2 separate regions of the Rattus norvegicus genome follow, and region 2 is linked to region 1. A link is a contact called in public Hi-C data. All regions are on one chromosome and are shown on one strand. The core of a region is the stretch at or near the end of the contact, and the rest is flanking DNA. Distances in the headings are between cores, read along the strand shown. Region 1 holds the start of Mcm3 (minichromosome maintenance complex component 3). Region 2 has its middle 35 kb from the start of Gsta3l1.

Region 1 (6,674 bases), core at 1,728-4,227:
TCTAAAACTATAAGCTTCCCGCACCCACTACAGCTCTCCTGGTTTCCGGACCTCTTAAATCTATCCCACCATTTTCTTAGGGCCCTAGCGACCATCTTCGATCCGCTCACATTTGGTAACGATGCCTTCCACGCAGACCACACAGCTAAGGAAGCAGGAAGTGAGAGTCCGGGGAGAGACGTGCTTTGAGCCGAAGCTGCCCTCTAGGCCTATGTAGAACTCCTCGTACTGCTTGGCATAGGTAGCGTCAATGGAGGCCACGAAATCCTTCAAGGCCCGCTGGAAGGCAACCAGCTCCTCGAAAGCATTGTTCAGGAGGCTGCACGGGGTCAAGACAAAGACCCATTAGACAGAGCTCAGGAAACTGACCCTCAATACAAGAAGGAACCACCTTGGGTCATTATGATCGGTGAAGAAAACCCACGTCTGCTTTGTCCTACCACTGTGAAAGACTTGGTAAAATACGTCAGAACCGAAGTTGACATCAGTTCATCAAAGATATAAGAAATGATGCTCAGCAAAACACTGGGAGACGGGAGCACCTGGGATCGAAACGCTACCACCTCCTCTCTGGGAGAGGATAGCCTCCATGTGTGGACGTCAGGTCCATGCAGTCTAGGTCTTTCCCAGGAAAGCCTGTCCCAATCTAAACATGATGCCTTCCTTTGTCCCTCACAGGCAGTGGAACCCCTGGAAACCCGGTCACGGCTCACCGGTTAGCCCTCTTTTCATTTTTCCTGCGCAGGTCATTCACATTGACAATCAGCCGATACTGGTTGTCACTGATCAGCTCCCGAACTTTATTCTGGTAAATTCCTTGGTCTTCCTGTGAAGCGGGAGTAAGACAGATCAAATCATACTGTTTGACATATTAAATCAATTAAGACATATCAAAACAGCTTTACAACTCAAAAGTGTTTCAGACCGGAAGCAACCCTGGAAAGGAGCCCTCTAGACCCCAGATGAACACAAAGTCTGTTCTTCAGTCCCTCCCTTTCATTTTCTCTGGCCTCAGATTTCACCCACAAGCTATCAGGAGACTCTAAGAATCATAAAGTCAATGTCACCTACGACACCCAGGGACCCCTTTCTACAGGTTCTTGGTTGTACTGATAGCAAGCTTGGATCTCCAAAGCTGCCGGGAGGGAGAGACACAAAGAGGAAAAGCTGTTTAGAACTCACGGAGCTTCGCTACAATTCCAACACTCAGGCATCTGAGGCAGGAGGATCACCACTGAATCTAAAGCTAGGCTACAGAGTAAGACTGCTTTAAGAGCAACAACCAAAAGAGCAAACGAGCAGATAGGTTCACAGTGAGACCCTGTAAACACTGGTAGAAAGAGGGGTCTTCAAGTGAGAGCAAGCCTTTCCTGAAGGTAGCCGGAGACAAGTGTCATTCAGAAGACAGGTAAACACAACAGCGGGGTCTGCAGCTGTATCAAGAACTTGAGGTACTTAAGGACGGATAACATGAAGGCAGGACAGTCATTTCTGTGTTCTTTATCTTGTCCTCTGGTACGACATGCTTCTGTCTGAAAGATGATCTTCCCTACGTTATAAAGCAGGCTTCCCTTATCATGGGGTAAGGTCTAGGCCTTTCTGGACAAGGAAAGCATACCTGTTGTCTTTATCACGAGAGCATTGGGGACCGGTTAGCATTCAATGTATAATGGGGTTCATGATGGGGGGATGTGGAGGGGAAGTCAACATGAAGGTATTCAAAAGTCCAAAGCTGGAACTTGGGAGCTACTTAAAGCCTACACCAACGAAAATGACACTGGATACTAATTATGTCACTTACACACAAGAATGCCAGCATGTCGATACACATCTCAAATGGTGCCCAGGGAGTAGATGGCTGCAGACAACCTTTCCTCCTGCCCAGCATCCCCTATCACATGCTACTACAATCGACAGTTGTCCTATAGGCTTACATTTTAGCTGGGACTTAGAATGACCTAAATCTTAAAGACTAGTAAATAAATAAATACTCTTAAAATTCAAACTGCTTTTCATCAACAAACTTACAGGGCTCAACATCCTTTAAAATTTAGGTTACACTTAAACCCCATCTTACCTGCATAGAAAACACTTTGAATTCTCAAAAAGAAAGCCTAAGTTGTTAGTCCCGCCCCCACCCCATCAGTCATTAAATCTGAGGGCTGGGAGCCAGTTGCATTAGCCCTTCCAAGGAAGGGTTAAGACGGCCTTTCATCTGTTTACACCTGACCAGTCTCCTTTCAAGTTTAGGGGTGGGGGTGGAGGTGGGGGTGACTGCAAGCACAAGGCCTGGGTACCATCTACAACACGGCAAACAAACAAAAAACAAGAGAAAACCCATTGACTCATTTAAAAAAAAAAAAAAAGACAGTAATTAGGCGTGGGTGATCAGTAGCAGCAATGAAAAGGAGTGGTGAGAAAGAAAGAAATATGACCAGAATACATTATATGTTTATGAAGTTTTCATAATGAAACTAGTACGTATAATTAACATGAAAGGAAAGTAGCTTTTAAAATCTTGAGGTCTGTCTGAAGAAGGAAAAAGAAAAAAAAGATAACAGGACGTATCAGCGGCCTGGGCCCTCCGCGGAAACCCCATCAGCCGTGTCTCATCACCCGGGCCAAGTCACCCGCGGGGACCCCATGAACCGTGCCCGGTCACCCGGGTCAGGTCACCCGCGGGGACCCCTTTAGCTGTGCTCCGGCACCCGCGGAACCCCAGCACCGTGCCCGGTCACCAACAGAGACCCCATCAGCCACTCCGTCACCCGCGGGAACCCCAGCACCCGGCTCGCAGCCCGAATTTCACCTCGTCGTCCAGGAAGTCCAAGTAGTCTCTCTGCGCTTCGCGCAGCTCCACGTCGTCCAGCACTACGGTACCCGCCATGCCGCTGCCCCGAAATCGCCGGCCACCAAAGAGTCCCGCAAAAAATAAAAACGTGTGTGACTCCTCCCTGGCGCGAAAACTTCCCAAGTTTTCCCGCCACGGAAGTTTATGGTGGAGGAAGCAGGGAGCACAGACGCGTTCTAATTGGCTGACTTCTTCAATAGCCTTTTATTCGGTTCTTGGATTGGAGAGAAATGGTCGCTTTCTCCGCCCTAATAGGAAGGCTGGCCAATGACACAGAAAAGAGGCTCAAAACCCACCCCCTAGCCATTGAGCAACAAGGAAGACTAGGAAGCACTGCATTCTGGGAGTTGTGGTCCTCCCCACCTTTTGTTTCTTTTTCTTTTTTCTTTTCTTTTCTTTTCTTTTTTTAAAATCTGTAGGTAGTTTTGTCAAATGGGAAGTTAGGATTTACTGAGGAGTCCAAGTCTGTAACCCATAAGCACGCGTACATATGAAGACAGAGGTTGACATCCGGTGTCTTCCTCAATCTTTCTTCACCTTGTATTTTTGAAAGAGGAAATCGAAACCCACGGATCCATCTCTTTAGCCTCCATATTATTAAGTTTAAAACACTTGTTTTTCTAGCCTTCATTTCCTCATATACAAAATGTGAAGTCTGGTTGGGGATTTAGCTCAGCGGTAGAGCACTTGCCTAGCAAGCGGAAGGCCCTGGGTTCGGTCCCCAGCTCCGAAAAATAAAAAAAAAAAGAAAAAGAAAAAGAAAAAAATGTGAAGTCTGAATTCAAAACTCTCCAGTAAGCCATCACCAGTATTCCAAGAGTCGATGGCACATTAGAAATGGTATAAAGACAAATTTTATTCACTGAATCAATCGTGCTATTGCCTTTAGTACCGCCTTGATTGGCTGTGTCTTGATCCGCAACCTTGAAGACACGGAGATATGTGATTGGCATTTCTTCCTGCATTCATAAGGACATGAGATAGATAAGCAGGAAATCAGATGGTTCCTTAAAAATAAAAAAGAAGACAAGGAATGCAGCTCAGCAGGAGCCTGATGGGTGACATATAGAGCCCTAGGTTTAGCCACCAAAACAAATGAAGGAAAAACAATTAGGTACATGCGTGCACCTGCCTTTCATAAGTCCAGATGAGTTTTGTCAATGGCTCCCCTATGGTCTGACTCAAAATGAAGACACACATACATATGTTAGCATTCTGTCTAAGTTCCACCCCCACAGTTACCTGGCGACAGCCATGTATGCCTGACACTATAAAAGGGGCTGCTTGCCCCGTCCTCACGCTCTTGCTCCCTCTTGCCCCTCTCTTGCTCTCTTGCTCTTACCCTCTTTTTTCTTTGTCACTTCTCTCCCCATTCCCTCCCCCCCCTTCTCTCCATGTGCTCATGGCCGGCCTCTACTCTCCTCCTCTCCTTTTCTACTTCTCTCTCTCTCTCTCTCTCTCTCTCTCTCTCTCTCTCTCTCTCTCTCTCTTTCTCTGACTTTCTCTGCCCTTCTACCCTCTTAACTCCCCTCCCCATGATTTGAATAAACTCTATTCTATACTATACTGTCATCATGTGTGGCTGGTCCCTTAGGGGGAAGGGATGTCTCAGCATGGGCCTGCTGAGAAACCCCCTTTCCCCAGACCTCCATAGAACATATCCCCCCTCTATCTTTTTACTAGCACAACAGCTCGTGAGCTTGACAATGCTTGCCGAGTGTTGCTGAGGCTGTAAGAGTCACCCTGGATCCTCCCGGCAACTTGTTGTGGATGGCCAAGGCAAAGCAAATTCTAATGATTGGGCCGCAATTCTGAAACTCTGAAATTCTGAAACGGTGTCCATCCTGCAGCAAAGACTTTAGTGGACATTGCCAGATCCCAAGACACTGAAGTTGGGCACCACCTTGGTGACCCTGCTGGCTGAGGAGTTTCTGAAACAGTGAAGTCCTATGTGGAGGGAGGTTTACACCCTCAGATCATCATCCGAGCTTTCTGTACGGCCTCCTAGTTGGCTGTTAACAAAATCAAAGAGATTGCTATGACCGTGAAGAAGCAAGATAAAGTGGAGCAGAGGAAGATGCTAGAGAAGTCTGCAGTGACAGCCCCGAGCTCCGAGCTGATCTCCCAACAGAAGGTCTGCTTTGCCAAGGTGGTGTCTGATGCAGTGATGATGCTTGATGAGTTTGCTGCAGCTTGAAATGACTGGCACCAAGAAGATTCAGGGACGAGCCCTAGAGGAGTCTTGGCTGGTGCCTGGTGTCGTGTTCAAGAACACTTTCTCTTGGGCTGGGTTTGAAAGGAAGCCCAAGAAGTATAAGAACCCTCTTAAATGTTGAGCTCAAGCTGAAAGCACAGAAAGATAATGTTGAGACTACAGTCCACACGGCAGATGAATACAAGGAAATTGTTGATGACAAGCAGAACATTCTCGACGGCAAGTTAGTCATAGTCTGGAGCCAAAGTCATCTTCTCTAAATTCCCTATTGTTAATCTGGCCACCCGGTACTTTGTTGATAGGGATCCTCCTCCTGTTGCAGGCTGGAGGAGGATCTGAAGAGACTAATGAATGTGAAGGCTCTGATTCCAGATGTGCTGGGCCACAGCCAGGTGTCTGAAGAGACCCAAATTGGAGGAGAGAGGTGTAATTTCTTCATCCTAAGGCCAAGACATGTAGCATCATCCTCTGTGGTGGCGCTGAGCAGTTTATCCCTGCATGGTGCCATCATGTTTGTGAGGAGTGTCATCAAGTATGACTCTGTGGGGCTGGAGAGATGGCTCAGTTGTTAAGAGCACTGACTGCTCTTCCAGAGGTCCTGAGTTCAATTCCCAGCAACCACATGGTGGCTCACAACCATCTGTAATGGGATCTGATGCCCTCCTCTGGTGTGTCTGAAGACAGCTACAGTGTACTCAAAGAAAGAAAGAGAAAGGCTCTGTGGTGGCTGGTGGCTGAACCATTGGCACAGAGCTTTCAAAATATCTGAGAGATTGCTCAAGGACCATTCCAGGGACACAGCAGCTGTTGATTGGGGCATATGCCAAGGACCTGCAGATTGTTCCAAGATAGCTATGTGACAATGCTGGCTTTCATGCCACAAACATTCTCAACAAACTGTGGGCTTGACATACACAGGGGGATGATGTTGTAGGGGGTGGACATCAACAATGAAGATGTCACTGACATCTTTCAGGCCTTTGTGTGGGAGTCATGGTGCACCTCAATGCTCTGACAGCAATCTGCCTTATTGTATTTGTGGATGAGACTATCAAGAACCCCTGCTCTACTGTGGATGCTTTAGCTCCAGCAGCTGGCTGGGCCAAGGCCAAGGCCACCTCCATTGAGAGGTATTCTGTGCAACTCCCTGTGAGGTGAATGGGTCGGGGGATGCGGGAAATGGTTGATTTGTCTGCTGTGTTCTCACTGGAGGTTAAGTAAATAAAAGTTAAGGTTGTTCAGTTGAAGAAAGAGGAGGAGGAGGAGAAGGAGAAAATACTTGAAGACAAAATACAAACTCGCAATAAATGAATACTTCCCTCAAACAACATGTGTCCTTCCATTCATTAAACAACATTATATATTGCAAAAATATCTCAAATAGTGCCTTTTAATTTGCTTTATGCTCCTGGGAAAACTGACATCAGACACTGTCACAAAGGCCACATAAATGTGGAGAGCAGGGGGCTGGGGATTTAGCTCAGTGGTAGAGCGCTTACCTAGGAAGCGCAAGGCCCTGGGTTCGGTCCCCAGCTCCGAAAAAAAGAACCAAAAAAAAAAAAATGTGGAGAGCAGACAGTCTGTGCTTCAGGTATGTGAGGGTTTGTA
Region 2 (7,141 bases), core at 787-3,286, 350 kb after region 1:
CCTCTTATTAATAACTCTTCTTTATCTCTTCCAACTTTGGCTTGGCGTATACTTAGTGGTCATCAGAATAGCCATGCCCCCTTGGTTTTGGTGTCCATTCACTTGGCAGATTGTCTCCCATTCTCTGGCTCTCCACCCATAGGTGTCTTTACCTGTGAGGTGTGTTTCTTGGAGACCATAGACGCTTGGATCTAGTTTTTAAAATCCAGTCCATCAGACTGGTGAGCCAAAGTCATTACATTTAAGGTTACTACGGAATGGTGATTTTATTGGGCATATTATTGTTTCTTCTTTTCCTTTCCTAACTGTGCTAGGGCTTAGCTGATTTACTGTGTAGGGTACAACAGGAATCACATGGATTCTCCTTGACCACTCACTCTTGCCATTAACTCATTCTCTCCTACGCTCATGCGATCCAAACATTCTTCCTCTTCTTTGTGTAGCATCCCTGCAATTCTTTTCTGCAGTGCCTTCGTGGTGGCTATGAACCGACTTAGTTTGCCCCTGTTTATCAGTTTGTAAAATAGGTTTGCTGGCTTTGGCGGCTGGAAGTTGAGCCCAGGGAAGGTCCTCTTCCTATATATTTGCAAGTGTGTGATCCCCACAGTGTACAGAGGATTCTTTAAATAGTTTAGACAACATGAGTACAATAGAAACGGAATGTACCTGTTTCCATCTTCTAAGTTTTTAGTTGCTAGGTGAAAGAGATCTTGGAGCAGCTAGCCTGAGACACTTGCTCTTAGAAGGAAGATTACTTTCGCAGAGAGAAAGCTATGTATTCGGGTCCTAATGTTGAAACAATGAGGAATAAGAGGAAGGCTCTCATTTGATTTTGAGTAGGGAAAGAGTGCTGTGAGTCTGAGGAAAGAGAGAAGGCTAGGGTGAGGGTGGACAAGCAGGAGGTAAGAAGGCAAGCAAGGAAAACTGGAAGGCAAAATTCAGGATGCAGATGCCTCCACATCCATGTGTCTTGTTGCCAGTGTTCCTGTAACTCTTCTAGAGTTTGATTCCCTAGGAGCAGCTTAGACTTCCCAGTTCTCAAAAGCAGTCACATTGCTTCCGAAATATGAGAGAGAGAGAGAGAGAGGAGAGAGGAGAGAGAGAGAGAGGAGAGAGGAGAGAGGAGAGAGGAGAGAGGAGAGAGGAGAGAGGAGAGAGGAGAGAGGGGAGAGGGAAGAGGGGAGGGGAGAGGGGAGAGGGGAGAGGGGAGAGGGGAGAGGAGAGAGGAGAGAGGAGAGAGGAGAGAGGAGAGAGGAGAGAGGAGAGGGGAGAGAGGAGAGGGGAGAGAGGAGAGGGGAGAGGGGAGAGAGAGAGAAATAGGTTCAGCAAAGGAATGTCACAAGATTTAATCTACATATTAGATTCCTTTGTGTGTTGGGGGAAATTTGTTTATTCCCCCACTCTACCAACCCTGGATTCCTGGACTTCCTCAATACCAGGACTACTGCTGTATGACAGAGGGCAGAAGGTTCGTCCTGTTTTCAGGCAAAACGCGAGGCACAATTTCATGTCGATTTAAGGTTCTTTTCTGGGAACTAATTCCCCTGGACACGCAAGACTCCAAATGCTTTCCAACGGTGGCGTTCTGTGCCATTCCTCCCAGACATCTACTGGCTATCCTGCTCTCACAGAGTAAAGCGGATCATGATGCTATGCCCACACCTGCCAAGGTAGTGAGCTGTACGGGCACTTGGGCTTTATCAACTTGGACTCTGACTGTGGACATACTACTTCACCTCTTAGAACGCCAGCTCTCTCCGCTGAAAATAGTAACAATTTATAGACAGCGTGCACGTTGTTTGGCTCCAAAGTTTCCACCAGGGTCCCTTGAAAGAAAAACTTCCCAGCTAGAGATCTTTCTTCCTTCTGTGATCCAGCTGATAATGCAACGGATAATGTACGTGCTGCAAGTGTCAGCCAGCCCAGTAGGGGGCAGCAAAATCCATTCTGGATTTAGGAGCAGCCATTCTCAGGGTCGGACTCTCTAGGCGGCTGAGCAATACCCACACTCCTGGGAGGGGCTCGATGAGATGACTACGCATGCGCGCTGCGGGCTTAGCCCGGGCCCCTTCCCCGGGTTTGAGGGGGATGAGCTGCAGCCTGGGAGTGCGGCTGCGCTGAGATTGCTTCCGGAATGAGGTGTTGCGCTTGCAAGCCGCTCTTTCTGCCCCCACCACAGTCTCTGGCTTAGGACAGCAGATGTATATATTCGTCCCACAGTGCTGACTTCCCTGTTGTCTTGCTAAGGTGCAGAAATAAAAGGGACTTTGCTGTCCCTCCCTGACCACAGACCAGGGTGTCAAGACTGTCCCCCATCCTCCTGCCACCTGCGGACAATGTTTTGACTTTCTAATTCACAGACCTAACTCTCCTAGGCCTTCCACCTTCCTAGTGTCAGAGTCTTGGGGAAGGTTGCAGAGTGAGCTCATGAATTCCGATATTCCAATCTTGTCAGAATCATGCAGGCGTCGCTGGGAAATGTCTTTTGTGTCCAGGAAGGACAAGGGAACGTCTTGGTTAAAGCCTCAGCATGTAAAATGCGCATGCAAAGTTAGAGCCATTAAAGACCTTGCCTAGTTTTCACAGCTCATCAGTAGTTGTATCAGTTTGAAGCCAGGGGCAGTCACTTCTCCCTCCCCTGCCTTAGGCTAGGGAGGGAGCAGACAGGTGCGATGGAGAACGCGCTTCCCTTGCTCTAGTCTCTTTTCCACTTACAACCAGAGCAGTTTTTCAAAAATCACTCTGAATGGCGTTACCTTTCTTTAGATCCTTTTAAGTCCCCATTGCCTACCAGATGTTTACATTATGGTTCATAGCAGTAGCAAAGTTATAGTTATGAAGTAGCAACGAAAATAATGTTATAGCTGGAGGTCACCGCAACAAGAGGAACAGTATTAAAGGGTCCCACGCAGCATTAGGAAGGTTGTGATCGACTGCTTTAGAGTATTGGAGACCCTTGCGGTTGGAAACTCGACTACTCTTTGGAGTTCTTCTAACTGGCAGGACTTGCAGTTTCTAGGCCATGGCGCTCATAGCTCTTTTAGTCTTCCGTCCTCTTTCAGTTTCTGCATTCTGGAACTCCGTCATCCCCTGTTTCTTTCAGAGAAGGGGTCTCATGTAGTCCATGCTGGCCTTGAACTTGCTCTAGCCATGGGCAGCCTGGAACTTGTGGTCCTCCTTTTTCTACTTCTCAAGTGCTGGGATTATAGGGCTGACACCATCATGTTTAGTTTTATGTAATATTAGAGCTTGGACGTAGGGCCATGTGCACGCGAGATAAGCCTTCTTCTGTCAACAGAAAGCTACATTCTTAGCCCTTCAGCCTCAACTTTTTGTCCCCTCCCCCACGTTTTTGTTTTTGTTTTTTGTTTTTTTGCCTTCTCTATATTTCTACAATCCTTCTCTTATTGTCCTGACTGTTCCCTTGAACTGCTCCCAAGAACTTGAAACTGTCTTTTATTGTCCTGACTGCTTTCTCTTACCGCAGTGGGAGGCAGCCACCCTTTGTCTCTTTACTGCTGTTGCTGCTCTTGCAAAATGACTGGTTAACTCGTCCCTTTCAAGGCTGTAATTAAAACTTGGAGCATTTCAGTTAGATTTCGATTTGTCTACGTGGTTGGCTTTTCCAAGGACCTGAGTTGTGTGGTTTCTGTGAACATAACACAGGCTACAGCAGTTGCTAAACTCAGTTTTGAGCTCAGCTAGAAGGCAATGCTTGTTAAAAAAAAAAAAAAAAAAAAAAAAAAGCAACCAGTTGGCGAACCGGAGTCCTTTCTTGCTGTGTTCCAAACAAGATACAGAACTCCCAGTCAAATAGGGACTTAAGACAAACAGAAGGAACAATCCGAGTACGTCAGAATGTCTCAAACACTGCACGGACCGTATTTATACCAAAGTGTTGTTTCTCTGTAATATACATGAACACGAGTGTCTAGAATTTTATCTAATTTGTGTAGCAACTGTTGGCGTGCTTCCCTTTTCAGCCCGACCCTCAGGACCTGGCCTTCACGTAAGTTGTTGACCCTGATTAATGTGTTTTACCTGCAGCTGCTGTGGTAGTTTCTCAGTTTAGACGTTCCTTGAATTACTTGGACATTACTTATTTGATATCAGCTTCTACCTCAGATTTTGAGCTACAGGGGCTGAGCTTTCATCTTTTGTGAGTTAAATCCCCATAGTTTTGAGAGAGCTTTGGGATCCTTCCCTTTCTCCGGGGCACTAGGCGGATGTTAAGCACCTTAAAGCCCTGGTAAAAATCAGTAATGCCGGTTAACAATACAGCCTTCAGGTTCTGACTGTAAGCACACTTGCTCCTTTTCATGCTCCTGGGAATAAGCAAAGTTCTTTTTGTGCCTTTTACACAAAAGAACTGTCAGCCTTCCAGCCAGCTAAAGTCCCTTTATTTTATTACTCTCATTTTGAACTTTCTCCAAATGTCTTGAGGAAACTGCATAAACATTGTAGCAACCATTTTCACCTAGGCCAGAGGGGAAGCACCTCCCCCTTGTGATCCAGCAGAAGGACTGCTGGGAGTTGGGGGAGCGGGGGTGGGGGAGATATGGGATGGGCCAGTGCTGTGATTGGTCCAAATACAAACCTTTATTTGCATACAAGACTTGCTGTGTTGTACAAACGCCTGTCTGAACATATAAGGGGGCTGTTCGGTTCTCTTGGTGATTTATCAGGGAGATCTTCTCATGTGCTGTGTCCCCTTTGTTTTAAAATAGTAGATTCAGTAAAAGGCTCCTTTTGAGGTCCGTTCCCATCTCTGTAGCATGGCTGAACTGTTAACACAAAGAAGCAGCCTAGGTATCAGATCAGCAGTGTAGTGGACACAGTAGAGCAGCTGTAGTTTCGATGGCCAAGCATGGCAAGTGGATCGACAACAATAGTTTTGATACAATGAAGGGCTGCTTGTATTCATCTCAGACCTTAGCGGAACTGCCCTGTCCTGTCTCTGGCCTTAGTGAAAATGGCTGCAGCCTATTCGAGGGCATCTAGAACTCACCAAGCTCATTTTGTGTAAGGTGCTGATTTCCTACCGTCCGGGGTGATCATAGCTGGAACACGTCCTTCTCTCCAGCTGCTGAGGGTTTTAGAGTGATGAAAAAGTTTCTGAACCATCAGGGTTTCCAACGGCCATCTAGTGATGGAACTGCTTGACTGATAGTTTCCCCACTCAAGGCTGCCCAGACAGAAGAGAGGGAGAACCTGTCATACAGCCTGCTTTAACAGTACTCCACAGTGCTGAACACTTTCCCTGTGTCCCGGGGAGTGGTGGATGTTCAGACTGGCAAGGGCTAGCCGGGTGTTTATGCACATACCCATCTCTCCAGAACTGGGGAGTTGTGACTAGCCTTTCAAAGCAGTTAGCAATATTACATCTACCTTAGTTCATTGTAACTTCTCAATAGCCCTAAAAAGTATACTAGAGACTACTTTCACAAGAGAATATTCCCGTCAGGTATTAGACAATCTACTGGGTTTATATACCCCTAAATGGAAGAGGTTCACTTTGTCCATGGCTCCCTTCGGATTATTAAGGGATGACACTCTTGCCCCAGTGGCTTTGGGCAGCTCAGGGAGATAGTTCTCTTAATTTGCTAGACTTTGTCACTGATAATATTTCTTCCTTTTCGGTGGTGCATGGAAACTGAATCTAAGGCCTTACAAATGCTAGATATATTGTGTATGTATGTATGTGTGCATGTGTGTATGTGTGTGAAGCATTATATATGTGTGTGTATAGTACTATATATATATATGTAGTGCAGAGCAGAACTCTGTGTGTGTATGTGTGTGAAGCATTATATATATAATATGTATGCATTATATATATGCAACATTATATATGTGTGTGTATAGTACTATATATGTATATGTATATATATATGTAGTGCAGAACTCTGTGTGTATGTGTGTGAAGCATTATATATATAATATATATGCATTATATATATGCAACATTATATATGTGTGTACAGTACTATATATATGTATATGTATATGTATATGTATATGTATATGTATATGTATATGTATATGTATATGTATATGTATATGTATATATGTAGTGCAGAACTCTGTGTGTGTATATGCAGCATTATATATGTCTGTGTACAGTACTATATATATGTATATGTATATATGTAGTGCAGAACTCTGTGTGTGTGTGTGTGTGTGTGTGTGTGTGTGTGTGTGTATGTGTGCAAGCAGCACTATATACCCTAAATGTTTTATAAAAAGAGCTTCAGAATGGGTAGCTGTATCTCCCGGTCTCAGCTCTTGGGCCCCTGCTTTCAATGAGCCTTTTACTTGCATTATCATGATGTGATTAGTCACACCAGGTGCTTTATACACGTTACGACAGGAGCTCTATAAAGGTTATTCCAGGAGCTCTGGGTTTTCGGGCTCTGACTCTTTGCTGTGTTCTACCTTCCCCCGAGCAGGTGAGATAATCAAAGGTTATCCAGCTGCTTTGAGTGGGCTTGATCAAGCTGTGTGTTACCGTGTAGGATGAGCGAGTGGACATGTGCGTGAGCCCACATGGCTGTGAGTGAGGCTGAAGACCCTCCATGTACTCCTTTTCTGCCCTCCACCACCCCCTGTCCCTTTCCATGTCCTTGAGGTCTGACACAAGCACTTTGAACCCCACTGTCTGTGAAAAGTGATTGACTTGAAATAAAAGTGACTCCGAATCCCTCGGACTGCACTTCATTCAGGCGAGCCTCTTTGGAAACCCAATGTCTCCATCTGTAAGATAAAAATGCTAAAAGGCGTCGTCTTATGTGATGTTTTCAGAGTGAAATGAAGACAGATCTGTGAATACCTGTTGTTTGTTTGATGATGAAGAACTGTCAGGCCCCTTTTATATACAGAAACAAGAAGTCACGCATATCCTTTTTTTGCTTGATACAGTAGAGTTGGGGTCCCAAGTCTAAAGAACCAAGTGGGATCTTGGCAGAATCCGGAAATCAGGGGCCCCACTGATTAAAAAAAAACAGAAAAACAAACAAACAAACAAACAACAATAACAACAAAAACCCAGGAAGGGCAACGCTGTGCAACTTTTGCTGTTAAGCTTCATCTGCTCAGTTGAATGGGTCTTGAGGCCCAGATTTTTTGCTTTTGTCAAGGTTCT

Evidence for each region. Hi-C and Micro-C count contacts between places; a contact is called where the count stands out from the background.
Region 2: a Hi-C map of kidney shows a contact between it and region 1, with 4 times the contacts expected there. The contact joins the enhancer-like site here to the promoter of Mcm3 in region 1. A contact is called at or near these places in 2 of 12 Hi-C or Micro-C datasets (kidney and mammary epithelial cells).

What each region holds. Positions count from the first base shown.
Region 1 is chr9:30,730,769-30,737,442 of GRCr8, forward strand. It overlaps Mcm3 (minichromosome maintenance complex component 3), which reads right to left and starts at 2,978. Exons shown (of 17, transcript NM_001191805.2): 1 at 2,810-2,978; 2 at 714-826; 3 at 111-319. The coding sequence starts at 2,887. It also overlaps the pseudogene Cct7-ps4.
Region 2 is chr9:31,077,470-31,084,610 of GRCr8, forward strand. No RefSeq gene overlaps it. Among named protein-coding and RNA genes, the nearest start is that of Gsta3l1, 35 kb to the right of the region's middle. Within about 2 kb of position 2,037, at least 68 of the 93 cell types and tissues checked have an H3K27ac peak or open chromatin away from gene starts, as enhancers often do. A contact at or near this core is called in kidney, where this site is marked.